Linked DNA regions of Mus musculus: all the other regions are linked to region 4. The links are chromatin contacts, called in public HiChIP or PLAC-seq and Micro-C maps. All regions are on one chromosome and are shown on one strand. The core of a region is the stretch at or near the end of the contact, and the rest is flanking DNA. Distances in the headings are between cores, read along the strand shown. Region 1 has its middle 42 kb from the start of Vwa3b. Region 2 overlaps Tmem131 (transmembrane protein 131). Region 3 overlaps Tmem131 (transmembrane protein 131). Region 4 overlaps Vwa3b (von Willebrand factor A domain containing 3B).

What was found. Hi-C and Micro-C count contacts between places; a contact is called where the count stands out from the background. HiChIP or PLAC-seq counts read pairs in DNA pulled down with a chosen protein or histone mark.
Region 1: a contact with region 4 is called in an H3K27ac HiChIP or PLAC-seq map of embryonic stem cells, with 20 read pairs. The contact joins two enhancer-like sites. A contact is called at or near these places in 1 of 39 promoter capture datasets (stem cell-derived epiblast-like cells), 6 of 484 Hi-C or Micro-C datasets (embryonic stem cells, nephron progenitors and reprogramming fibroblasts), 5 of 115 datasets of contacts at active chromatin or transcription factors (astrocytes and embryonic stem cells) and 1 of 9 other capture datasets (pancreatic islet).
Region 2: a contact with region 4 is called in an H3K27ac HiChIP or PLAC-seq map of embryonic stem cells, with 8 read pairs. The contact joins two enhancer-like sites. A contact is called at or near these places in 1 of 15 datasets of contacts at CTCF or cohesin (pro-B cells), 14 of 484 Hi-C or Micro-C datasets (B cells, CD4 T cells, CD8 T cells and 9 more), 6 of 115 datasets of contacts at active chromatin or transcription factors (astrocytes and embryonic stem cells) and 4 of 9 other capture datasets (adipose tissue, embryonic stem cells, liver and 1 more).
Region 3: a contact with region 4 is called in a Micro-C map of trophoblast stem cells, with 6 times the contacts expected there. The contact joins two enhancer-like sites. A contact is called at or near these places in 5 of 39 promoter capture datasets (the 3T3-L1 cell line, 3T3-L1-derived adipocytes, frontonasal cranial neural crest and 2 more), 10 of 484 Hi-C or Micro-C datasets (Sertoli cells, cerebral cortex, cortical neurons and 5 more), 12 of 115 datasets of contacts at active chromatin or transcription factors (bone marrow-derived macrophages, craniofacial prominence, embryonic forebrain and 4 more) and 3 of 9 other capture datasets (adipose tissue, embryonic stem cells and liver).

The regions. Positions count from the first base shown.
Region 1 is chr1:36,984,608-36,990,680 of GRCm38.p6, forward strand. No RefSeq gene overlaps it. Among named protein-coding and RNA genes, the nearest start is that of Vwa3b, 42 kb to the right of the region's middle. Within about 2 kb of position 2,769, at least 51 of the 459 cell types and tissues checked have an H3K27ac peak or open chromatin away from gene starts, as enhancers often do. A contact at or near this core is called in embryonic stem cells, where this site is marked.
Region 2 is chr1:36,900,143-36,905,679 of GRCm38.p6, forward strand. The region is part of intron 1 of Tmem131 (transmembrane protein 131); the gene reads right to left. Among named protein-coding and RNA genes, the nearest start is that of Tmem131, 37 kb to the right of the region's middle. Within about 2 kb of position 3,454, at least 54 of the 459 cell types and tissues checked have an H3K27ac peak or open chromatin away from gene starts, as enhancers often do. A contact at or near this core is called in embryonic stem cells, where this site is marked.
Region 3 is chr1:36,919,124-36,925,485 of GRCm38.p6, forward strand. The region is part of intron 1 of Tmem131 (transmembrane protein 131); the gene reads right to left. Among named protein-coding and RNA genes, the nearest start is that of Tmem131, 17 kb to the right of the region's middle. Within about 2 kb of position 1,763, at least 201 of the 459 cell types and tissues checked have an H3K27ac peak or open chromatin away from gene starts, as enhancers often do. A contact at or near this core is called in trophoblast stem cells, where this site is marked.
Region 4 is chr1:37,127,331-37,133,251 of GRCm38.p6, forward strand. Vwa3b (von Willebrand factor A domain containing 3B) reads left to right here. Exons shown (of 28, transcript NM_001370828.1): 14 at 1,554-1,730. Gm37020 (a long non-coding RNA gene) reads right to left here. Exons shown (of 4, transcript XR_865351.2): 4 at 4,943-5,921. Among named protein-coding and RNA genes, the nearest start is that of Gm37020, 20 kb to the right of the region's middle. Within about 2 kb of position 2,876, at least 11 of the 459 cell types and tissues checked have an H3K27ac peak or open chromatin away from gene starts, as enhancers often do. A contact at or near this core is called in embryonic stem cells and trophoblast stem cells, where this site is marked.

The sequences.
Region 1 (6,073 bases), core at 1,519-4,018, 140 kb before region 4:
CCGGTCTCTTACTCATTATGGGATCCTCCTGGCTTGCATAGCCTGTCCCCCACCATGAGCTCTCCAGCCTAAAAGTCTGGCTTCCCTTCCCTCTATAATCCAGAAATTTTGGCTACCCTCCCCCGTTTTGTACCTTGGGCTTTCTGGCTGCTGCACCTGGTCCTCCTGTTGCTCAGCCCAGCTCCCTCCTCCTTCCTCACACGCTCAGGGTCCTGATGACTGCAGACTCTCCCAGATGTCTGACTCTGGCTGTGTTCTCCCTTTTATCTCCAAGAAACTTTCTCCTCTCCTCTCTTCTTTCCTTCTCATCCCTTCCCTTCTCTTCCTTCCTTCCTTCCTTCCTTCCTTCCTTCCTTTCTTTTTTTTTCATTCAAGAAGATCTCCTGGCCTGGGCATAGTGGCTTGCATCTGTAATCCCAGGACCCAGCAGGCAGAAGCAAGAGGATTCTGAGTTCCAGGTGAGACAGGGCCATAGCATAGAGACATCGTCAAAGCTAACCAATTTTGCCCAGTTCCCCACTGCTGCTGCTTCTGGTGCTCTGAGTCCCTCCTCACAAGAGGCAGGGGCTCTTCCCTCTCACTGTGTGTGACGGCTCAGGAAGATAAAAAAATGTCCCAAGGTCTCTTTAGGTTCTCGACACCATCTTTATCCTATCACGCTTCATTCCTATCCTGCTGCATGTTCTTGTAAACTTTCTCAGATCTTTGAGGAATAAAATGAAGTACAGGCCAAATTAAATAAGTGCTAATTCTTTGTCATGGTTTGGTGGGTTAATTACATAGCAGCATGGGGGGGGGCTGTAAGTTTCAGAGCCTCAGTGTCTCTGTGACATCTCCTCCAAGTGGCCCTCCATCATCATCCCTCAAACTTTACTTCTGCCTTTGAGAAGCTGAGTCCGAGAAGTCACAGGATCCTGGACTCACCATGTGGCCCTGTGGCTTCCTGTCAGTCCTCTCTAGGCTGAGGACTCCTTGGTGGCAGGGCCCTGGCCACCTTCACTCTTTATGCTCACTGGCATCTAATTCGGAACTTTGTCCTGGGGATTATTCAACAACATTCATGGTGGCAGATAGGAGGAACTTTGAGAAAGCCACCGCAGCAAACAGGCAGTTAGCCTATCTAAGGAAGGTTCCAGAACTGCTAGCACATGCTGCCGTTGAATGAACTAAAGGTAACCGTTCAGCTTCTTGGCGCCACTCTCTACATTTCTAGCACCGAATGAGCAGCTTCCAATAGAACGCTAGAAACAAACAACACAGATAAAGACCCAGCATCCCTCAGTCTCTTCCTGTTACAGGATCCTCCGGGCTTGCACAGTCCTGCTGTGCACCACTAGGCAATACACCGGAGAGGCTCTAGTGATTGTTACTAAGTCTCCTTAGCATAGCCCTATTGTGGCAATGCTAATGAGATTTAACCCTGAAACAAAGAAAGTCATTTGTGTGTCAAGTTGAAAGTGAGTGCTCCTCAGCAAAGCGATTGATAGACCTGATTCTTCCGCCCAGATCCTTTTTGTTTGGTTTCAGACCCCCGACCCCCCAAGGGACGGAAGCACATGTTTTACATATCAAAGCTGACCTGGCCTCCAGGTTCTCCCAGCATCCCACAGTCCTTACCTGGCACACCTTGACTCCAACCCTGAACTTTCCAGTCCCCCTCAATCCCCCCAGGCTCTTCCCTATATAAGCCAGACATTTTGGTCTTCCTCTCTCTCTTTCCCGCCCCCCCCCCCCCCCCCGTTACTTCCTAGCCCTTGTCTTTGGGGCCAGTGAACTCGTCTGAAAGCAGCTTCCCAATAAACCTGCCTTTAATATAATCTGATCTGGCTTGAATTGGCTCATTCTGCTGATGGAGAAATAATCTATCACTTTTGTATGTGATTCCTCCGCCTGGAACATTCTCGAAGTCCTGACGTCTTAGCCTTTTCTTATGAATAGATACATACGCCTCAACATGCATAACAAACAACTCCCCTCTTCTCTCTTCAGTTGGGGGGAGGATGTAGGAGCTGTTTTCTCACTCACTGGATCCTGATATTACCCTGTAGTGCCAGGATTGACAACTGACTAATGTGTCGTTTTCCTCCTCTTCTTTTTAAGTTATTTTTATTTGATGTGTATGGGTATTTTGATCCTGTATGTCTGCACCGTGTATGTGTGTACAGTGGCAAAGGCCCAAAGAGGGCATAGGACCCTCTGAAGACAGAGTTACAGGAGGTTGTGAGCTGTCATGTGGGTGCTGAGGACCAACCCTGTTGAGACAGGGTTTCACAGAGGCCAGGCTGGCTCCCCCACATCTTGCCTTCATGTCACTGTGAAGACCGACGTTGTCTGGGCCCTTTTTCTCTCAGCCCCGCCTTTCCTATTGTTAGGACTCGGGAATCTTGAGCTTGCTCGTTCTTCCGTTCTTCCGTTCGCAATGGACTCCTTGGTTTTGTAACTCAGAGTGTGTCTTTGTTGTGAGGAATTCTCCTTCTTTTGTCCTTGCTGATCATGTCTGGAGCCTGGCCACTCTCTCTTGTTTCTCCAGAGGCTGCCCTGACTTTTATTCCCCAAGGGATGCCCTTCCTCTTCTGTTTCGATTTGGGGTTACAGATAACTTTTCATTTCTTTGAAGACAGAGTCCTGTTCCTGTTCTCAGTCTCCTTCTTGCTTTGGGGTGATTTCTCAGATAAAAGGGAAACCGCCCTCTTCAAATCACAGTTTCAAAACCAGAAGTGCCCAGAAATGCTTTGCATACCCTGGGAGCTTCACTTTCTGGTGGCTGCTTGTTAAGTCCTAAGTAGGGAACTGAATGTGGGCGGAGAGTCCGGACTTTTCTGGTGCTACCAATGCTCGCACTGCAATTAAAGTGAGGATTATCAGATGCTGTCTCTGCGGATGGCAAAGCTGGCCTATGTGGAGGCCATGATGACACAACACAGCCTGTTCCTCTGCCTGGTGGCTGAAAAAGGTCATACATTTCATATGCCTCCACAAGGCAAAAATGTAAACAAACAAAAACCACTATAAGGCCATTTTGGCTGGGCTACAGCAGGCTGGAGAGCTATGGTGGAGTAGAGAGATAGCTTTACATGTTGCCTTGACACAGTCGGGGGTCTTCTGAGAGGGACTCACAGGGGGGGACTGTCTAGATTAGCTTGGCTTATGGACATGTCTGTGAGGAATTTTCTTAATTGAGGTAACTGAGGTACGAAAGAACCACAAGAACCATTTCCAGGACTGGGCCTTAGACTGAATAAAGAGGAGAGAACCCTTTGAGGGGAAGAATTCTTGCATTTAGTCTCTGTCTTGACTTGGATGTGGTTAATTGTGTCAGCTGCTTTGGCTTTCCTGTTGTGATGGACCGTGATCTGGAATTGTAAACCAAATGAACCTTTCTCCTCTAAATGGCTTCTTGTCCTTGTAACTAACTGGAAAGGAAACAAAGAGAAGCATCAAGTTTTGCAGGGGCTGACTTTTTCAAAATAAGTGAAAACAATGTCTTTATTTGTGTCGTTATAACAAAACACCTGAAATAAAGAGGGTTAGTCCACACACAGCTTCAGGGCTTAAACTCCAGTATTGCTTAGTCCATCTGTTTGTCCACTCTCTAAGTCACAGCCACACTGGCTGGTCTCCCCTTACATAGAAAAAGCTCATGCCAGAGGGCTGAGTGCAGCATGTAGAAGAGGAAGATGCTTGTGGGAGAGATCGCATGGCAAACACGCAAGAGGGCCAGAGGAGCAAGGCAAAGTCACTGGGTAACAAGCCACTCTCACTGTGACTAATTGAGTCCCAAGAGAGCAATCACACTCCCCAGAGACTTAACTCATTCGGTCCTTTAAGCCACCTTTGTCACCATCGAGAAGTCAAACCATAGTGGGAATCAAATACCAAATAGCCCAGCTAGGGAGGAAAACAGCACCCCGTGGTCTCTTACAGTCATCCGTGAGTGAAGAAAAGAAATAAAAAGGGAAGGACATGACTGTTCCTACGCATGGTGGAGGAGAAGTTTATTATAGATGTGGGTGGGATTGCCAGGAGAGCAAAGCCAGAGACAGTCACGTCTGGGAGAGTCCAGAGTGGTTATGACCCTGAACCAATGGGTAGGGGTGGGGAGTAGGGGGAAGTAACCAAGTACCACAGCCAGGAGGTCAAAGGTGTGAACAGTGCAGAAAGGAAAGGGGAGAGTAACCAAAAATGCCTGGATTATATAGGGAAGAGCCTCTGGGGGAAGGCAGCACGGCCGCTAGGCTGTACAGTTCAGGGTAGAGGACGGGGTATGCCAGCTGTATCCTGTAACAGGTAGGGACTGAGGGATGCTGGGAGAACCAGCTCTGCTTTGCCGTGTAAAGTAGACACTTCAGCCAACTGTCCCAGGTTTGAAGCTTAACAACTGGCTCCCAACATCATTTCATTGAGGACTAAGCTGCAACATGCATGATTTACATTTTTTAAAAATATTTTTATTATTGCAAGGAATAGTTGGCTCACAGAAAATGAACTCAATGGTACTTGGAGCGCTTTTTGTTTCATTTTGCTTTTTTTTTTTTTTCTTTATCAGTCTTTGGCTGGTTTGTTTTGATTTTCTTTGTGTGTGTGTGTGTGTGTGTGTGTTTCTTTCTTTCTTTCTTTCTTTCTTTCTTTAGGAGAGAGAAAAAACATGAAGTTGGGTAGAGAGGGAGAGGGGAGGATCTGGGAGGAGTTGGGGATGGAAAACATGACCAGAATGTATTGCATAATTTGTTTTTCAATAAAAATAACTGTGTTATTAAAATTTAAAAAAAAAGCAAAGGGCATGACTTGGTTCTAGGTGTGGCAAAGGAGAAAGTTTATTATAGATAACAAAGCCAGGGATAGGGACATCTGGGACATTTCAGAGTGAGCCCGACCCTGAAGCAAGTGAGGAGAGCCAAGGAGTGGGAGACAGGGAACCAGGTACAGCGGCCAAGGGGGCAAAAGGGTTAAAAAAAAAAAGCATGGGTAATTGAAATGTCTGGATTGTATAGGGAAGAGAGTTTGGGGATAGAGGGCCAGGTATGGCAGCTGTACCCGGTAACAGGTTGGGACTGAGGGATGCTGGGAGAACCTGGAAGTTAGGTCTGCTTTTGACGTGTGAGGTAAATACCTCAGCTGTTTGCTCTGGGTTTGAGACTTCACAGGTTTTTTGTTTTTTGTTTGTTTGTTTGCTTGCTTTTTGAGACAGGGTTTCTCTGTATAGCCCAGGCAGAACTCACAGAAATCTGCCTGCCTCTGCCTCCGAAGTGCTAGCATTAAAGGCATGCACTACCACGCCCGGCGAGATTTCACAGTTCTTCTCATTATTATAAATACAGGTAGGCAATGAACAGCTATCAAGGGATCGAGTAATAGCTCAAGATGGCTTCTGGGTCCTACTAACAAGGAAGCCTGGATCAACAGCTCATTTTCTGATGAGGATATAGGCCATGTTGGATTAGGAAGGATGCCTTTCCAGGACAGATTCCCACTCACTAATTAGATCTACTATGATGGTACATCCAAATGAAATCACATCCTACAGCAGAAGGAGTCAGAATCAACTAATCACTCTTAAAGGACACAGTTCAACTAGATACTAGAGACAGGCCTGGAGCAGGCTCTAGGTTGAGGAAGGGCTCCCTGGGTCTAAAGTCCCTGCATAAATGCAGGCGGTTATACTACAAGTTCAGCCAGCTGCCAGCTAGAACTGGGCTGGTGGAGTGGATGGCCCCGGACTGTTTGTGAGACGAGAATGCAATGACCTGGCACTCAAGTGTCATCTGTCCCTCAGGGGTTCATGTGTCACAAGCTTGGTCCTCAGTGTGGAGATATCAAGAGGTTGGTGACATCTAGAAGAGGTCAGGCCTAGTGACCAGCCCTAAGGTCAACCGGGGACGTCAGAAGACACTTTGGCAATATGACCTCCCCTCTCACAAACCCTCTTGCCACCATGATGTCATCTACCATGAGGTCCTCCCAGAGGACTTTCAGCTGTGGCAGGTGCCTGCCCCTCAGTCTCCAGAACTGTAGCTAAATAAGGCTCTTTTCATAAAGTTACCTAGCCCCAGGTATTCATCACAGCCATGGGAAA
Region 2 (5,537 bases), core at 2,204-4,703, 230 kb before region 4:
TGACCGCTCACTTCCCTGCGGGCCCACCCATCAATTGTTGCACGAGATTGAACTGTTACATATGCACATAGCTAGGGTATGAAATCCACATCAAAACCCTCAGCATTGCCATCTTCTTAAAGAAAGGCGATTCTCTATATTGTTTACTAAAATGCAATATGTAATCCTATATAATGAGTATGTACAGGATTTAATACATCTAAAACTTAAATAAATAGACGTTTCCAGTGAACCCCTGCAATCACACACTATGAAGGATGAGACAGAAAAATCATGGATATGAGACCTGCGCTGGCTACACAGCAAGAACATGCCCAAACCAAAATGTGTTACAGAATAGCTTTATAGCTGTTAAATGTCATAATTTAATTTTCACTTGACCTTAAAGTATTTAGTTAACATTTGAAAATCAATAAAGTTAATTTAGAATATATAAAATGAATTCCTGAAAACCACTACTTTTAGCACCCTAACCAGGAGAATCACCAGCACACAGAAACTTAGGCTGTTACACCTCCCTGACCCTGCCAGGAGCTGAATCAGCAGGGGCAGAAGCGGCACCGTGTGGCACTCGAGTGGCTTTGAAAATCACGGATCCCACCACCCACAACAGCAGCTTCAGACCTGTGAGGTGAGTAGGCTCCTTGCCTGCTAAGGAAGGGACTAACAGAAGACCCAAAGTCACCAAGCAAGCAGGAATAGTCAAAGTGTCCACCAAAAATGAATGGACCAACAAAAACACAAACATAGAAACAGGAAATATGGGTCAGAAAACATTACGTACAGGACATAAGCCAGATACACAAGTTCAAATATTCTAATTCCACTTACATGAAGTATCTAAAGCAGGCAAATTAATGGATATAAAAGTACTAGAAACTGGGTGGTGGGGGTAAGTTAATTGCTTAACAAATATTTAGTCTTATTTAGTCTCAGGGGTGATGAAACTTTTAGAAGTAGATACTGATGGTTTCCTAGCAACTGTCTATGTAACACTAATGTTACCAGACTATGTATCTTAAAATACTTACAAGTGTAAAATTAAATGTTACTTAACAATCTATAGAACAAATTAATTTTAATGTATACAACATATTATTCAGCAAAATATTAACAAACTGAATCTAGCAATGTAGACAGATAGATTCCATGCAATAACCAAGGCTTTTGTTCAGGTATACAAACTGTCTCAAAACTTAGAACTCAACCATCCTAACATGTAACTCTCGATCGTCAGAAGAACTGAAAGAGTCCTGAACAACCCTGTGCTCATTCCCAGCAGAACTGTCTGCAAGGTGGGGAGGTGAGACTGCCCCAAGCTCGCCTTCAGGCGGCCCTGAGCAAGGCTTCAGTGCACTCTCTGGGGCTTGTGCAGCACAGGCTCTCGACGGCACTTTGTTCAACATACTACCAGAAACCCTGCACACAAGAAGACTAAAACAACTTTTTTCCCCAAAGAAATAAAACTGTCTCCATTTGCAGACTAGATAATTGTGTTTGTAATAACAAAGAGGGATAAAAAAAGAAAAAGTGAATTACTTAGAATAAGTAAGTTTCGCAAATTTGCAAATACAAACTCAACCCCCAAATAGAATCATATTTCTATATATTAACATAAATATGTGAGAAATTATCCAAATTTAATGAAATACTTAGGTGCTGTATAGCACACATATACTAAAATCTACAAAAAGATGACAAAGGAAACCAAAGCCTCCATAATTAGTGATGCAGCTACTGGCAAGCTGCCCTGCTCCAGTAATAGCTCACCACCCATCTTGAAAGTAGCCCTAACTCTACTTGGTGGGCCACAAAGCAACAAGATATGGTGCACGTGGGCATGGGCATGGCGGGCGGGGAGTGGGAGACAACGGCCTTGCTAGGAGGAAAGAGTTTGGCGGGACCTGCAAGGGGTGGACGAGAGCAATGACGACAGGGGCTGAAAGAAACTGAAGGGCACTATCTACATGCAAGAAACCAAACAAGTTTAGAAAATATTTTCCGATGGAAAAATACTTTTAAAAAGTCTAAATGGACTGCCTGGAGTGGTGGCGCACACCTTTAATCCCAGCACTTGGGAGGCAGAGGCAGGTGGATTTCTGGTCTACAGAGTGAGTTCCAGGACAGCCAGGGCTACACAGAGAAACCCTGTCTCGAAAAAACAAAACAAAACAAAACAAAACAAAACAAACAAATAAAAGGTCTAAATGGGCAAACATGCCATACTCATTGGCTGAGAAATGTAAATATGTCCAATCTTTTCATTAGATCCTATGAAAATCTCAGGACAGCTTTCTGTACACACAGACTAACTTGACAGTATTTTTTGACTTTCAAAAGGTTTGATGCGAGTATGAAAATGGTATCATTGAAGAGCTCTGGAAAGCCTTTCTTTCACAAAAAGCGACCAACAATTGAAAGAGTGCTGGCTCACATTCTAAAAGACACCAAAAATACCCAGCGGAACTGGTGGCATTTACCTGGCTCCTCTCCCATTCTCTTCTCTCTGGCTTTGTGGCAACTCTATCACCAGTCACCTCCACAGTGGGAACCAGCCTGGCAGTCACCAGGGAGGCAGGAAGGCCTGGCAGGCCTTCAAAGGTTCACTTCCAAAGAGCTGTCTACGTGACCTGTACGCTGAGTCCCTGTGAGGCTCCACCTGGACAGCTTTGATCTGACACAGAGCTGTCTATCTATAGAAAGTTTGGACCCTAGGAACATTGGTCAGAGAGATCAAGGTGTTTCAGGTTTGCTTTTAATCTAAACCGATTTCATCCTGTAGGGCAAATAACTATTAGGGAAAAGTTTCTGACATTTTTACTAAAGACTGAGCCTTGTTTTGCTGGTGTAAAACACTGCGACACAGCAACAAGCCTAAAAAGGAGGCAGAGAGAGAGCCTGGCTGCTGTTCCTCCGCACACACATCCCTGTTACCTGCAGAGAGCTGGCTCCAAACGGACCCTGGGAATAATTCTCAAAGCACACAGCTCCCCTGACCGAGGATGGCTGCGAGCGTATTCCTATGTCTCCCTAGACCCTGCAGAGCCCTATGAGGCCAGGCCTGAGAACAGAGGTGGTGAGCAGGAGGCCCTCAGGCAGTACAGAGCTTTTGTTGATGCCCATCACCTGCTGTAACTCCAACATGACATCATAGGCCTTCCAGAACTTTAAATCTTCTGACCATTTCATTTTTAAGAAACACAAATAATCATTGTCTTTTAAGGAAATAAAAGTTTAGTTTTGCAGTTTACACAAGCTTGGCTGTGCAGCAGAGCCCTGGAAGCCACAACAGCAAGAGGACCAGAGGCTGAAGCTGAGAACATCACAAGTGCTGAAGGATGCAGAAGAACCAGAAGAAACAGTGTGAGCTCAGGGCTGGAGGGGATCCTCCCACTGGTACAAATGAGAGCCTTGACAACACAGTCATGGGGCACAGTGCCAGACACTGGTAATCTCGGCAGAGGAATGGGTAGAGAAGCCAGCCTGCTCTACATGGTGAGGATGAGTTCTAGTCCACCCAGGCCTACAGACCCTGTCTCAAAACAATACAGGCACACGCGCGCGCGCGCGCACACACACACACACACACACACACACACACACACTCCACCCACGACTCCCACCCCCTTGTACTGCTCTCCATTTTAAAACAAGACCATGAGTAAAAAGAGAATATATGAACCCTGAAAAAAGCCAAGGTCAGAAAGCAAACCCCTGTAAGCACAGCCTGCCCGGGCATACACACTGCACCTGCCCGGGCATACACACTGCACCTGCCCGGGCATACACACTGCAGCAACTTTTCATCAAGGAAGTGGCTCTCTGGGAGCAGGCGACCAGAACCCAAGAGGTAGAGCGAATCCAGCTCGCTTTGCCTTTGGACTACATCACTGGCCCTTGGGGTTTTGTTTTTGTTTGCTTGTTTTGCTTTTTTGTTTTAAGAAAGAGCTCATCTTGTAGATTAAGCTGGCCTTGAAATCATGATCTTCGGGCCTCAACCTCTCAAGTGCTGGGATTACAAGTATGTGTAAGGAAGTTCTGTTTGATCTCGAGAGAGGGTGGGTGGGATGACATTGTTTGGTGGTGAGTTTCAAACTAAAGACCATGCCCCTGTTAGGCAAGCTCTTTACCACTGAGTGGCAGCGCAAGCCTCTCAAAATTTTAAGTCAACAACAAAAGGACAGCACCAGGTTTTGTTCTGTTTTCTAAATCTTTTCTATAAAATCTACCTTAATTGCATTTCAATACTATATAAGCATGGGGTAAGATAATGTATATCCCAGAACTTCATACTTAACAGCTCTTTTATGTGTAAAAATTCTTTTTGTATGGGTTTGTCTGCATGTACATGCAAGCCAGAGGCCAGCCTCAGATGGTGTGCCTCGGGAGACATGCACCTTGGGTGTTTGTTGTTGAGACAGGTTCTCTCGTTGGCCTGGAGCCCACCAAATAAGCCAGGTTGGCAATGAGCTCCAGATCTGCCTCTGCCTCTCTGGTGCTGGGATCACAAGCGTGTGTCACTGTGCCTGGCTTTCTTACATGAGTGCTGGGGAGTGAGTGACTTATAGTCTCATGCTGGCAAGGCACAGCTCACCAAGCCCACAGCCCATACAATCTGTCAATACTGCCTGCATGTGTGGTGAGGGAAGTGAGGCGCAAACAAAGCCGCTAAGGGAACTGCCAACTGTGGTCATCTACTTGCCCAGCATGCTCCTCCCCATACACTTCTAACGTTTGAAATTATTCCAAACAAGCTTAGACCAGGTGTAATAGTATAACACACCTGTAATTCCCGACACTCTGGAGGCTGAAGGGGAGGATTACAAATTCTTGCTACAGAAGGGGGGAACAGGGAAAGATAGGGGAAGAAAAAAACATTTACAAAAAGAAAAGGCACTTATGTAGACATAAAAAAAATCTAACACTAGATAGCTACATGTGTTTTTACAAGGCATATCAAGGTGCAGTAGATTCACTTAAGTATGCCATGTGAGAAGTGCTGGTTACAAAGGTGACTAGTGTCCTTACTGCTACCACAACTGTTACAGTAATAATAAACTTTTTGGTCCCACCCGTCAATGGTAGCAGCCCTTGGGAGAATGAACCCCGAATCTCACTGGGCAGCACAGTAGAGCTGACCCTGGTGGTGGGGGAAGTGGGTATGCTGGCCCTGAGGGCATGAGGGCAGAAGAGCAGGCTACAGCTCTTGCTGGCCCAGCTAGCCAGTGGGGCATTGGAGCAGTGCTGGAGAGCAGGCCCTGGAGGTGTAAATGCAGGAGAGCTGGCAGGCTGACCAGCTCAGCCACCACCCAGGCCCAGATCCAGGACTCTGAACTGTTTCACCCCAACATCTATCTACACCATCTATGAACTGCCAGAGCCTGTGAAGGGTTTGGGACTGCAGATCCAAAGCTGTGGGACCTCCATGACAAAGGGCAACAGGAAATCTGGGAGGAATCCCAGTGAAGAACCGGTATTGATGGTGTAGCAGAAGCCAGAGGACTCAAAGCAAACCAGGGACCCACTGCAATGAACTT
Region 3 (6,362 bases), core at 513-3,012, 210 kb before region 4:
CTTCATGAATAAACTTACCAGGGTCCAGTCTAACCTGGCTGGAGCCTGAATAGAGAGATGTAAAAGGGGTGGAAACAATTCAGCTGGTACAGTGTTGTCTAATTAGTATGCATGAGGCCCTCCATTCCGTCCCAGCACCAAATAAACAGGGTATGGTGTTACACATCTGTAATCCCAGCACTTAGGAGATAGAGGCAAAGAGGGCAGCAGTTCAGAGTCATCTCTGACTACACAGGCCATGCTGAGCTACCTGAGGCCATGTCTTTAAAAAGAAAAAAAAGAAAAAAAAAATCAAGACAAAAAATGAGATGTAACTACTAGATAGGGGCTCACAGAATCTGTATATAATCAAATAGAATATATTTAAAAGGTCCAGTGGGATGAAATATCTGGTAAAGGCACTCACTGCTAAGCCTAACTACTGAGTTCTAGTCCCAGAGCTCACACAGTGGAAAGAACCAAGTCCCACAAGTTGTCCTCTGACCTTCACACATGTGCCATATACACACAAAGTAAATGTAAAAAAGTCAATTGAAAATTCAGGTGGCATTTTAATATTAAGTATATTTAGTATATTAAGACTTTAAGATAGCAGCGAAAAGTTCTGAGGTGAACATGAGTGGGACATGAGCCAGTCCCACTTGTGGTTAAGCAGAATTACTGAGCCCTTGCCATGGGCCATGTGTACCACAGATAAACTAGCAGGCCCTCTATCTCACTGCAATGGGGCCTCTGAGAGTTAAGTCCCACCCTCAGAGGAGCTGCCTAGATACAAACAGAAATCTTCACAACCAGTCAAGCAGTGCTGGCTTACAGGAAGTGCAGGAGGCAAGGGGAACTCTCAACAGCCTCCACCTGTCCCATATGCTGCAGACAGATACTGGCCAGAGCAAGCGTCCTGGCTACTGTTATCAAGGACTACAGGCCATCTACAGCTCTCCACTCAAACCAGTTTTCTAAGGAACTCCCATTACAATAAAGAGGATATGGCAACATTTATGTTAGTTAGCTGATAAATTCACTCACTAAGGAACAATTTGTAACTACTGGGTATATCTAGGTTAAGCTTTTATCTCCAATGCTACAGGCACTGAGGTCACCCAGAACTTGGACTTCGAGCCAGCCCCTTGAGAGGAGCAGCAGTGTGTGCCTGGATAAACAAACACTGCTGTTCTAGCACCAGGTCCTCCCAGGCACTAGGCCAGGCTGCCTTTGTTTGGGTCCTGTTTCCTGGCTTCTGCTAGCCGGTTACCTCCCCCTTCTCTTAAGGCAGACACTTAAATGCCTATCTTATGTTTTCAAAACCATTTCCTTTACAGATCCTCATTACTGAGCCTTTCAAGCCTTCTCTGCTATCTCCAATGCTTATCTCTGGGCTGGCACGCCTCTTGATAGGCTGCCATTGAGTCTGAGTGCAGTCCTGCAGTGAGTCAGAATCTATCTCCACACCCACCTGGTGAAGACTGTTCCATCCTTCTCTATAGACAGTCTGCTCACAGGAAAACAACCTAATGTGTGTATCTTCAAGATACTTCAGGACCAGAAGCAGGAAGAGAATGCTCCAAGTTCACACTCCCCAATGTAGCTGGCTCATATTTTCCCTTCTTTGATTCCAGAGCTACCTACCAGATGTTATCATATAATGCAAATTAGTCACTGCTCTAAATTCTGCTCAGCACCTTTGGAAACACCCTGTCTGGGGTGGAGCTCTGCAGGGGTCGGGGCATCTGCCTCCAGGCCAGTCACCTCTGCAATCCAAGATCCCGGGCGGCTGGTGTGGTCCACCTCTCCTCCTGTGGACTGGGAATGACTATCCTAGTGCAGCTATGGCCAGAACTGAAATGTTGCCAGGAAAAGTGCTGCTGTAAGCTAAAAGTAGAAAGCAAGAGACTCGTCCTCCAGGGGATACACTAGGAAACTTGCTTTCCTACTGGAACACTATGCAAGGGAATGGAATGAAAAGTTGGCATACACTATTCAAATAAAATACCACCTTAAAGCAATGCCTACCGATTCACTGGGGTCCATCCTTAGCTCCACTCTGCCTGTGACTGTTCAATAAGAATAAAGGTACCGATGAATTATGCAATAACATTATGCAGCTTGACTGAGTAAAAAAGGGTAAAAAGATGTAAGTAGAGATGCAAGCCAAAGTTAAGAGTATAGTGAAGACAGAACAAAGGGCAGAATGTCTCTACGTAAAAAGTTACCGGACACTAACATTCCTCAACCTAGACAAAGTGCCTGAGAATACAAGAAGCATAGGCACGTCCATTTCAGTCAAGGAAAGCCCACATTTGGAATTTCCATGCAGGGAACTACATGGTTAGTAAATGACAAACTAATATATAAGAGCATTCATCTGAGAACCTCTGACCTATTCAGCAGACAATGAATTTAGGCAGAAACCAGCCGGGTGAAATAAAAGGACACGTGCTTGCTGACTGGGTCCCAGGGCTAGGGCCAGCAGAGAGGATGACAACTCAGACTGAGTTCTGCCACAAAGACAAAGCATCATCAAGCATTTTGACCAGCTTCCAAAAGTCTGCCCTTCTGGGCCTGTGGCTCATTTTCACCCTGGACGTGCAGTAGCAAAGCACAAGAAAGTAAAGCAGCAGCAGGTGCCACCAACACCTGCGCACTTCCAAACCAGCCCCAGCCCCAGCACCACCGCCACCGCCACCCTCCAGCTCACTGACCCGCATCAAAGCCCTCTCAAGCCCTCTCTGATGCGGCAAGTTTGTAATGCAGCTGATGGGGGAAAGACAAGAGGACAGAGAATGACTGACTGACATCACTGACTCCCCATGCACTGTGAGGTCTGCCTTAAGAGTTTTATCAGCTGCGATATAAACATTTGAAGACAGAGGTCAAACACTGAGCCCAGAGATCGCTGCAGCAGCAACTATGTGAAATGACACGTGACAATGCCATCGGTGGAAGCAGCTGTGAGAACCTAACTGTTTAGAAATGCACATAAATCATCTTGTCCATAGAGAGTGTACAGAGCCTTCGAAGAGGAGCCTGTGTGACCTACAATCCCAACACCTGCTACAGAGTCTATAACCGCTGGCCTGTGGCACACTGCTGAAGGCCTGCGAGGAAACGGCCCAGGCACATAAGCACTTGCTCTGTTTGATAAACAAGCAAAAGCAACAAATAAGTCAGTGTGATAAGCGGAAGCAACCTTTATATGATTTCTAAGAGGAAAAAGTCAGCTGACATAGTTCCTGAAACTGTATTTGTGGTAGTCTTTTTTCATAAGCTTGAAAAATTTGTAGAAATTAACAAACACAAAACCCTGAGAAAAATCTCAACATAAAAATGAGAGTTACACCTGGTTAAATAAATACGTCCAGCCAGGGGTGGTGGTACACGCCTTTGATCCCAGCACTTGGGAGGCAGCAGCAGCAACAGGTGTTATCTCTGAGTTGGAGGCCAGCCTGGTCTACACAGTGAGTTCCAGGACAGTGAAAGCTACATAAAGAACCCTAACTTATATTTACAGAGGAAAATCTATACAAAATCATCATACTGAAAAGCAGGTTTACAGCCTTGCTGTTTCTAATACGGTTTCATGTATGCAGAGTAAGAAAATTCTCTATAAAAATCATACTTCTTTATTCTATAGAGGAAAATGTCTGAGGCAGAGGACATAGGTGCTCCAAGCTGTCCATCTGTAGAGAACATGATAATGTCTACAGGCTTCCCTGGCAGGTTCCGCCATTATCTCAATACCCTGTGAATGTGGTAGATCATGTGAGGAGCGGCAACCACTGGTGCAGTAGAAACCAAGATTCTACTCAGATGCTTTTAAGATGCATCTGACCTGTCTGGGTGGGCTCAAGACCTTGAAAACTGGAAGCAAGAAACAGCATGAGGTGGAGTTCGCTCACCTTGTGTTGCTGGCCACAATGTGGCAGGAGAAACTACTAGAACTCAGTGAATTCTCCAAGTCTAAGCTGAGAAGAAGCTGAGACTGCAGACAGCAGGCAGTGAGGACTCCTGAGAAAAAAACCAGGGCAGGGAGCTGTGGCAGGGAGCCTCAGGAATGGGGAAAGAGGTGGTTCAGTGGTTAAGAGCACTGGCTGCTCTTGCAGAAGACCACAGTTTGATGATTCCTGACACCCACATGGTGACTCATAACAATCTCTAACTCCAGCTCCAAGGGAATTGACACCTCTGGCTTCTGAGGGCACCCATGTGTACACACACACACACACACACACACACACCCCTTAGAAATAATAAAAATAAATGTGAAAAAGTAACAAATGTTCTCTAAAGGGGTAGAGGGTGGGGTTCTCCACTGGGCTCTCAGCAAAATGCTGATCACATATGTACCTGAGGTACCTAAGGCTGGGGAAGTAACTGATAAAGAAGACTCGTGCCACCTTGTCTGGCGTTCACATGAGTCAGGAAGACCATCTATTCCAACCCATGAAACTAAAGAACAATAACTAAGCCCTATGACTCACAGAAAACTGGAGGGTAGACCAAGAAGTCATGCCTTGTTGCTAGAGAACAATCCAAACCTGAGGCGCCCAGCTGCAGACCTCAAGGAACCGGGGAAGCAGCTCAAAGGGCCAGAGCCTGCTTATCCAAGGCCAACATCACCAGAAACAAGCAAGCACAGAAGAACAAGAACAAGCAAGACCTCAATGGAGTGACATTTCCAAGTCACTTTCCTGCATCTTCCACCGTAGCTCAAAACAGTTACAAGGAATAAAGATACCAGCATCTTGTTGCAAGATATCTGATTGCACTGTGAACCCCAAGATTGTGTTATTTACTAAAACAAACACACAAACAAAAACCTCTTTCCAATTGTGGTGCAGCTCAGCCTTACTTAGCACACATCTTTAATCCAAGACAATGAAGGTAAAGTTAGTTTGGAGAAGGAAGCAGCCATGTTTGAAAGTGATGTCTAACTGAATGGCAAAGTGACAAATCAGAGAAAGATTTGACAGAAGAAGATATGCCCAACTGTCATGATAAGAGAGAAGAAAGGGAAGCTACTAAAGAGAACAGTGCAGAGACAGAGAAGAGTTTTTACTGGGACAGTGGTACAGAGACAGGTTGAAGAGAAAGAACAAGCTAGACACAGGTGAAGACAGAATGAGCCAGAAAATGAGAAGGAGCCAGTAGAACAGATTGCCAAAGTTAGTTTGAGGTCAAGCAGAGCCATTCAGGAGTGGCAGAGAAAAGTCAGATTCAATCAGTCAGCTTGGAGAGGAGTTTGGGCCAGAACGGCTGAGTTGAACCAACCAGCCAGAGCTCAGAAAGAACTAGAAAGGGTGAGCTTATTCAGCAATAAGTTTCAGAGGCTGACATTCTAGGCCTGGATAAGATTGTATGGAGACGAGAAGCTTCCAGGACTAGGCCTAGGTCAGCAGATGGAGGCAGTGAGCCTTGGAGATGACAGTCACTATAGGAGAATAAAAGATGCCATAACAGTACCTACCAATGTAGGCCTCCCCCACTCTCAGCACTCAGCCCAAGGCTACCCAGCACACAGGAAAACATACAAGAGCAGTGAGCCACAGCTCACTGAGAACTGACCGAGGTGTGCAACACTGTAAGTGCAAGGTCAGTTGGGAACTCACTGAAACACCATCTCAAAGTGGAAAGTTGAAATAGTACATGCAAGACCCTGGACTCAGCCTTCTGTCCAAAAACCAATTTTTAAAGTAGAAAACCGAGGCTGGGATTGTAGCTCTGCGTAAGTGTTTCCTATCATGCCAAGGGCCTGGGCTGAGCCCTAGCCTGGAAAAAGAAGTAGATACAAGAGAAATCAAATACAGAAAAACCACAACAAAACAGTATTTCTATAGATGAACAGTGTATTGGATGTAACAGTATCAGACCCTAGGAAAGTAAGGCCAGCGAGCAGGTAAGCCAGCACAGCCCTGTGATGCTCAGCACAGAGCCCAACCCGAAAGGTCAGCTGGAGGTCAACTTCATCCTGTCTACTACAAGGCTATTCAGAGCTTCTAAAATGGAGTAGGGAGGGGCAAGACAGGAAGCAATCCTAAGAAATAAAATTTGTGTTAAAGTTAATAAAAAAAACTGTTAACCTACAGATCCAAGAAAATCTTCAATAAATACCTAAAGGCTGAAAATCAGTTTTCACCTTAAAACCAACCAACAAACAAACCCATAAAATACAAATAAAATACAGACAGCAAAGTATAGCCAAAAAAAAGCAAATCAAACAATAAAAATGCATCAGAAATAAGCCTAGCACTGAGAAGGTCAAGGCAGACTCTTCAAGAAGGGGTCTTCAAGGGCAGCTTGTACAATGATACTCATCAAGAGAACAATGATAAACACCAAGGGCAAGAGAGGCCTTGTAAATAGTA
Region 4 (5,921 bases), core at 1,626-4,125:
AACAGCAGGCAAATGTCAGATGGTAAAGAGCGACGTTTGCAGGGGTGGGAAATCCAGCTGTAGCTCTTCTGGCTATACAACCGCCCACACATGTGTCCCAGAAGGCGGGCTTCCTCTTGTCTTTTTGTTTGTTTGTTTGTTTGTTTGTTTTTCGAGTCAGGGTTTCTCTGTGTAGCCTGGCTGTCCTGGAACTCACTCTGTAGACCAGGCTGGCCTTGAACTCAGAAATCCGCCTGCCTCTGCCTCCCAGGTGCTGGGATTAGAGGCATGCGCCACCACTGCCATCTTAGAATGTATTTCTCTTCCACATAGTCACAGCGTGGCTGCAGCTGCTCCAAAAGAAAGATCCATTTTGCAAGAATGGAGAAGGACATTAGACTCTTTTGTTGTGTCTTTTTTATTGAGAAAGGAAATCGCTCCTTGAAAACTTCTAGGTTAGTCAGAACTGGGATGGTTTGGTCATTCCTAACTGAAAGGTAAATTGTACTGTGTTACCATTGATGATCCTTGTCTCTTTTTTTTTTTTTTTTAAGCTGATATCATTGTCATGAGAAGAAAGCCATGACTTCATAGTTAAAAAGGACAAGAGGGGTGGACAGGCAGCGACCTCCCATGATTCTTGAAAGGCTGAACTGATGGTTCTAAGGAGTAACCAGGAATTTCGGCCATTTTAGGCAGGGTTTTGTCACTGTAAAATAGACACCACGATCATAGCAACTCTTATAAAACGAAGTTCCTACGGTAGCAGGAAGAGAGAGAGAGACACTGGGCCTGGACGGAGCTTATGAAACCCCAATGTCCATCCCCTGTGATACACTTCTGTCAACAAGGTCCAACATATTCCAACAAGGCCACAGGTCCGAATCCTTTCAAATAGTTGCCACTCCCTATGAGCCTTGAGGGACCATTTTCATTCAAAGTACCACATAGGCCCTAAATAAAATACCCAGTTCTCAAAAGAACATTTAACCTCTCCCTCTATCTCTCAAAAGCAAATGGACTACAACTTGGCAAAAGCTGAAATTGTTCTTTTGTTAGAGATGTTTGGAAGCCAAATTGGGAAGCCAGGTACCCACACATGGGATCCTAGTAGCCAGGATATTCTTCCTATGGCTCTCCACCCAAGCCCAGACCACAGCCCAACTGCATGACCTCTATGCTGAGATGCACTTAAAGTTGAGGTGATTCTGCTTGTCAAACCTTTTTCCTACCACAATGTGGGACTTCAGTGGGAGAAGACTGTGCGTGGCCTTTGGGGCTCCATGCTCCTTGGTAGGCAGTTTGCTTATTGGATTGAACTAACATATTGACAAAAACATCACACACTGTGTGAGCAACTCCTATCTCAGAATTTGACCACCTGTGGAAAATACTAAGAATTTATTTTTTTACACTATATCATTTGTCTTTCTCTTTTACCCTTTCCAAAAACATGTTGTATTACTGCTTTTGTGCATAGGTGTTTGTCTGCATGTATGTCTGTTTGCCACATGCATGCCTGATACGTATGGGGGCCAGAAGAGGGCTTCAAATTCTCCTTGTTATCTTTTCAGCCACCAGAAATGGTGATGGACCACGTCAAACTCTTTCAGAACATCCCCATCTGTGCCATCTCCTTCAGTTACAACGATGAGGTTGCGAACGAGTTCTTGAAGGAGCTTGCTGCCTTGACCGGAGGCGAGTTCCGAGCTTATAACTTTGGCTGCAAGGATCCCATTCAGGATACTCAGGTGGGAACTTGGCACACTGAGGAAATGGTTCACTCATTCATTCATTCGTTCGTGCATTCATTCATTAGAGTGTTACGAGTCTCAAAGATCAGCTCCTGAGCTGGGAGAACTGCAGCCATACACAAAACTAAGCAAAGCAGCTGGTGCAGTAATGATGCCCCAAGGTTGGTCCAAATGTGGCCTGAGGATCTCAGAACTTGTGACAATGTGAGCCTGGATCAAGGTCACAGGTACAAGCCAGGAACTCCTATCATGGCTAATGGCCCAAGGATCTTAGTAAGTTTTGTTGTGATCTTCTTCATTTTCCTCTTCCACCTCCTCCTCAGTTGTTGCTTTTGTGTGTAGGTGTTTGTTTGCGTGTATGTCTACGTGCAATATGCTTGTGCCTATGGGGGTCAGAAGAGTGCCTCAAATGCCTTGGAGTTACAGATGGTTAGCACCACAGGGCTGTTAAGAATAGACCCTGGTGCAAGGCAGAGGCAGGCAGATTTCTAAGTTCGAGGCCAGCCTGGTCTACAAAGTGAGTTCCAGGACAGCCAGGGCTACACAGAGAAACCCTGTCTTGAAACAAAAACAAAAACAAAAACAAAAACAACAAACAAAACAAAGCAAGAATAGAACCTGGGTCCTTTGCAAGAACAGCCAGCGCTCTTTAACCACTGGGCCATGTCTCCAGACCACACGTATACTGGCCTTTAACTAGCTACCTCTTAACTTCTCAAGGAATGCAACTATGTGACCATCTGATAAAATAATTCACACTGATGGGGAAAGGGGACAGAGTAACTGAAAGTATTCCCTGACCCTCTAGCCCTGGCCTGAGGATGTGATTTCAATGTTTGCCAGGTTTTTAAGGCTCCTGCTTGAGGTTCAGTTAAGGCGTGGAGACATCTGTATAGTTTAAAGGCATTGGGATTTTAATTTTTATTTATTTATTTTTTTTGCTGACTCAGTCTCTCAGCTAGTGTCCAATTCTCCGCCATTTCATCTCTCCACATGGTTCCTCAGAGCCGGACTCCAGCTCTGCTCAACTCCAGCCGAGCCTCCATTCTTCTTCCTCCTGTTTCCCTCAGCATCTCTGCCTGCCTGGAAGTCCTGCAGTACTTCCTGCCTCAGCTCCAGCTTCCAGCTGTTTATTATTCTAAAAGCCACACCCCTTACTCTGGGGTAGGCTGAGGAAGGTCACCTTCCCTTAGGGCAGCTTGGCTTCCTTGTAAAGGCAGGTGAGGAAGTGAATATTACACACCCCCTTAACCAGGCATTGCAGCTTCAAAGAACAATTGAAAACCCAAGGACAGAACATGCAACATTTGTGGGTCATCAACTCAGGGAGCTCTTCTGTAGGAAACCGTGCTTACTGCTCATTCTCCTCCGTTTTTTTTTTTTTTTTTTTTTTTTGGTTTTTCGAGACAGGGTTTCTCTGTATAGCCTTGACTGTCCTGGAACTCACTCCGTAGACCAGGCTGGCCTCGAACTCAGAAATCTGCCTGTCTCTGCCTCCCAAGTGCTGGGATTAAAGGCATGCGCCACCACTGCCCGGCCGTCATTCTCCTTCTTGTATGTAGAGACCTAGAACTGTTATCAGGACAAATCAGAGATATGAACAACTCTTGGTCTGAGGAGACTACCCTCTGAGAACCGAACCAGACAAAAGGACCTCAGGGGACTGTGCTCTGAGATCACCCTATACTAATGACAACAACCTGGTGGGGAAAGAGCTGCAGACCCTGTTGGAACAGTTGCAGGAGTTCCCATGCACAGCAAACCTGCCGACTTTTAGACAGAGGTTCAAAACAATTCCAAGAGGGAAAGACCACCTTTTCAACAAATAATTGGAACAACTGACAGTCCTCAGGCAAAACCCCAGTCTAAGTGCTGATCTTCACACACAGAGAGCACGCATGCGCAAAGTAAATCACAGGCTCCAATATATAAATTATAACAAATTATATAATATTTGTTTCCCTGTCAGCTACTCAGAGGATGAAATACAATGAAATAAACCCTGGCTTATTTTATATTATGTACTTTCTAATGTATTATCACAGTAACAGAAAGTAAACTAGAATAGCTAGCCTGGGAACTTTAATGAGACCCTGTCATAAACTTAAAGTGGGGCTGGGATATATAAGTTGGTGGTAGAGTAGTGGCCTAGCATGTAGAGTACCCAGGGTTCAAACCCCAGGGCTATAAAAACAAACAAAAAGTGTCCATCTAGAAAACCTGGGAAACACATCAGACATTCCACTGAGGAGGCCCAACAGAAGTGGGAAAGAAGCCAGGCCAGGAGGCCAGATGCCACCAGCACAGGCCAGGAGGCCAGATCCCACCAGCACAGGCCAGGAGGCCAGATCCCACCAGCACAGGCCAGGAGGCCAGATCCCACCAACACAGGCCAGGAGGCCAGATCCCACCAGCACAGGCCAGGAGGCCAGATCCCACCAGCACAGGCTAGAAGGCCAGATGCCACCAGCACAGCCCAGGAGGCTGGATCCCACCAGCACAGGCCAAGAGGCCAGATGCCACCAGCACAGCCCAGAAGGCCAGATGCTACCAGCCTTAGAGGAATACTACCTAAGCTACAGCACATGTCACTCCATGTCTGTCAGAATGGCGGAGAAAACTACATGCTGGCAGGTTGGGGAGAAACAGGGTCACTAACACATTGTTGGCTGGAGGATAAAATACAAGCCACATTGGAAAGCAGTCCGGTGGTTTCCATCAAAGCCAATGTTTAATTGCTGTAAGACCTGGTCCTTGGTGTAGCGGGCATGCATTTCAGAGAATGAAAGCTTGGATTCATATAAAGTATAGGGAGCTCTGCATCTATCAAAGCAATGGAGTTCACAGTTAAATGGTTTCCCTCAAGGTGACCCCGCCCCACATGGCTTCACTGCTGAACTGTAGAGAGGAGTAATTAATATCAGTTCAAGTGCAAGGACCTGGGTGTGGCCTCTGAGATGGGGAGAAAGATGATCTTGGTGGATAGGTTCTTGTAAAACTCAGAGAAGAGGGAGTACTTCCCCATCGTCCTGTAAGCCTCTAAGATGGCTGATATTCCTCAGCTACAAATATGCAAAAGTTGAAAACCAAATTTAACAAACCAAAACAAGTATATAAAACATGTGACACACCCTGGCCATGTTGGATTTAGTGCAGAGATGCACACAACGCTAGTTTAACATTTGAAAGTCAACACATAACGCACTATATCGGTACACTTATTTTTAATGTTTTTTTGTTCTATCGTTTATTTTATGTGTATGAACATTTTGCCTGCATGTGTGTCTGTGGACCACATGCATGCCTGGTACTCTTGGAGGACAGAAGAGGGCACCGGATCCCTTGGAACCGGATCACAGACGATTGTTCCTTTGGAAGAGCAGCCAGTGCTCTTAAGTGCTGAGCCCTCTCTCCCATCCACTATTGTTATTTTTATTTATTCTTTGACAATTTCACGCATGTACACATCCTCTATTATTTCCTTTGAACTCTTCCAGGCCCTACCAACCCACCTCCCTGATGACAAATAGCTTCCGGAGTCCAATCAGTGCTGACCCTGTGTGAATGTGTATGGGGCCATCTACTGGGTCACGAGGTTAACTGCCAACAAATACCTCGGCTTATTACAGACAAAATAGAAGTTAAGGCTACGGGGAAGGCTCAGTGATTAAGGGTGCTTGCTCCTCTTCCAGAGGACCCAAGTTCAGTTCCCAGCACTCTCGTGTCAACTGACAACCAACTAGCTCCAGTTTCAGGGGATCACACGCACTCTTCTGGCCTCATGTTGTACACAGACACACAAGCCGGTAAAACACTCGTAGTTAATAACCATCTCGGTTTATACATCATGACAAACTTTTTTACCAGGTTCAGTAATAACACATTTTTGTAACAATCAAATCCTCCAACATCAGACAAGCTGCAAGGATGTTACCCCCGCTGCTCTGGCCCATCTTCCCAAGGTCCCAGTTAGTGCATCAGAAGCACAAGGAACGGAGGGCACAGGGTGAGAGGAAGTCTATCGTTATCTTCATTCAGCTTCGTCATCTAGGTAGAAAATCTGATCACTCTACCCAATCATTTACTTCTAGCCAGAGTATAAGTCATAAAAGGAAATGTACAAAACCCAACTTTGTTTCTTCCTAATAGCAAAGAGTAGACAATTAAATAGACCTCACTGAAAATAGC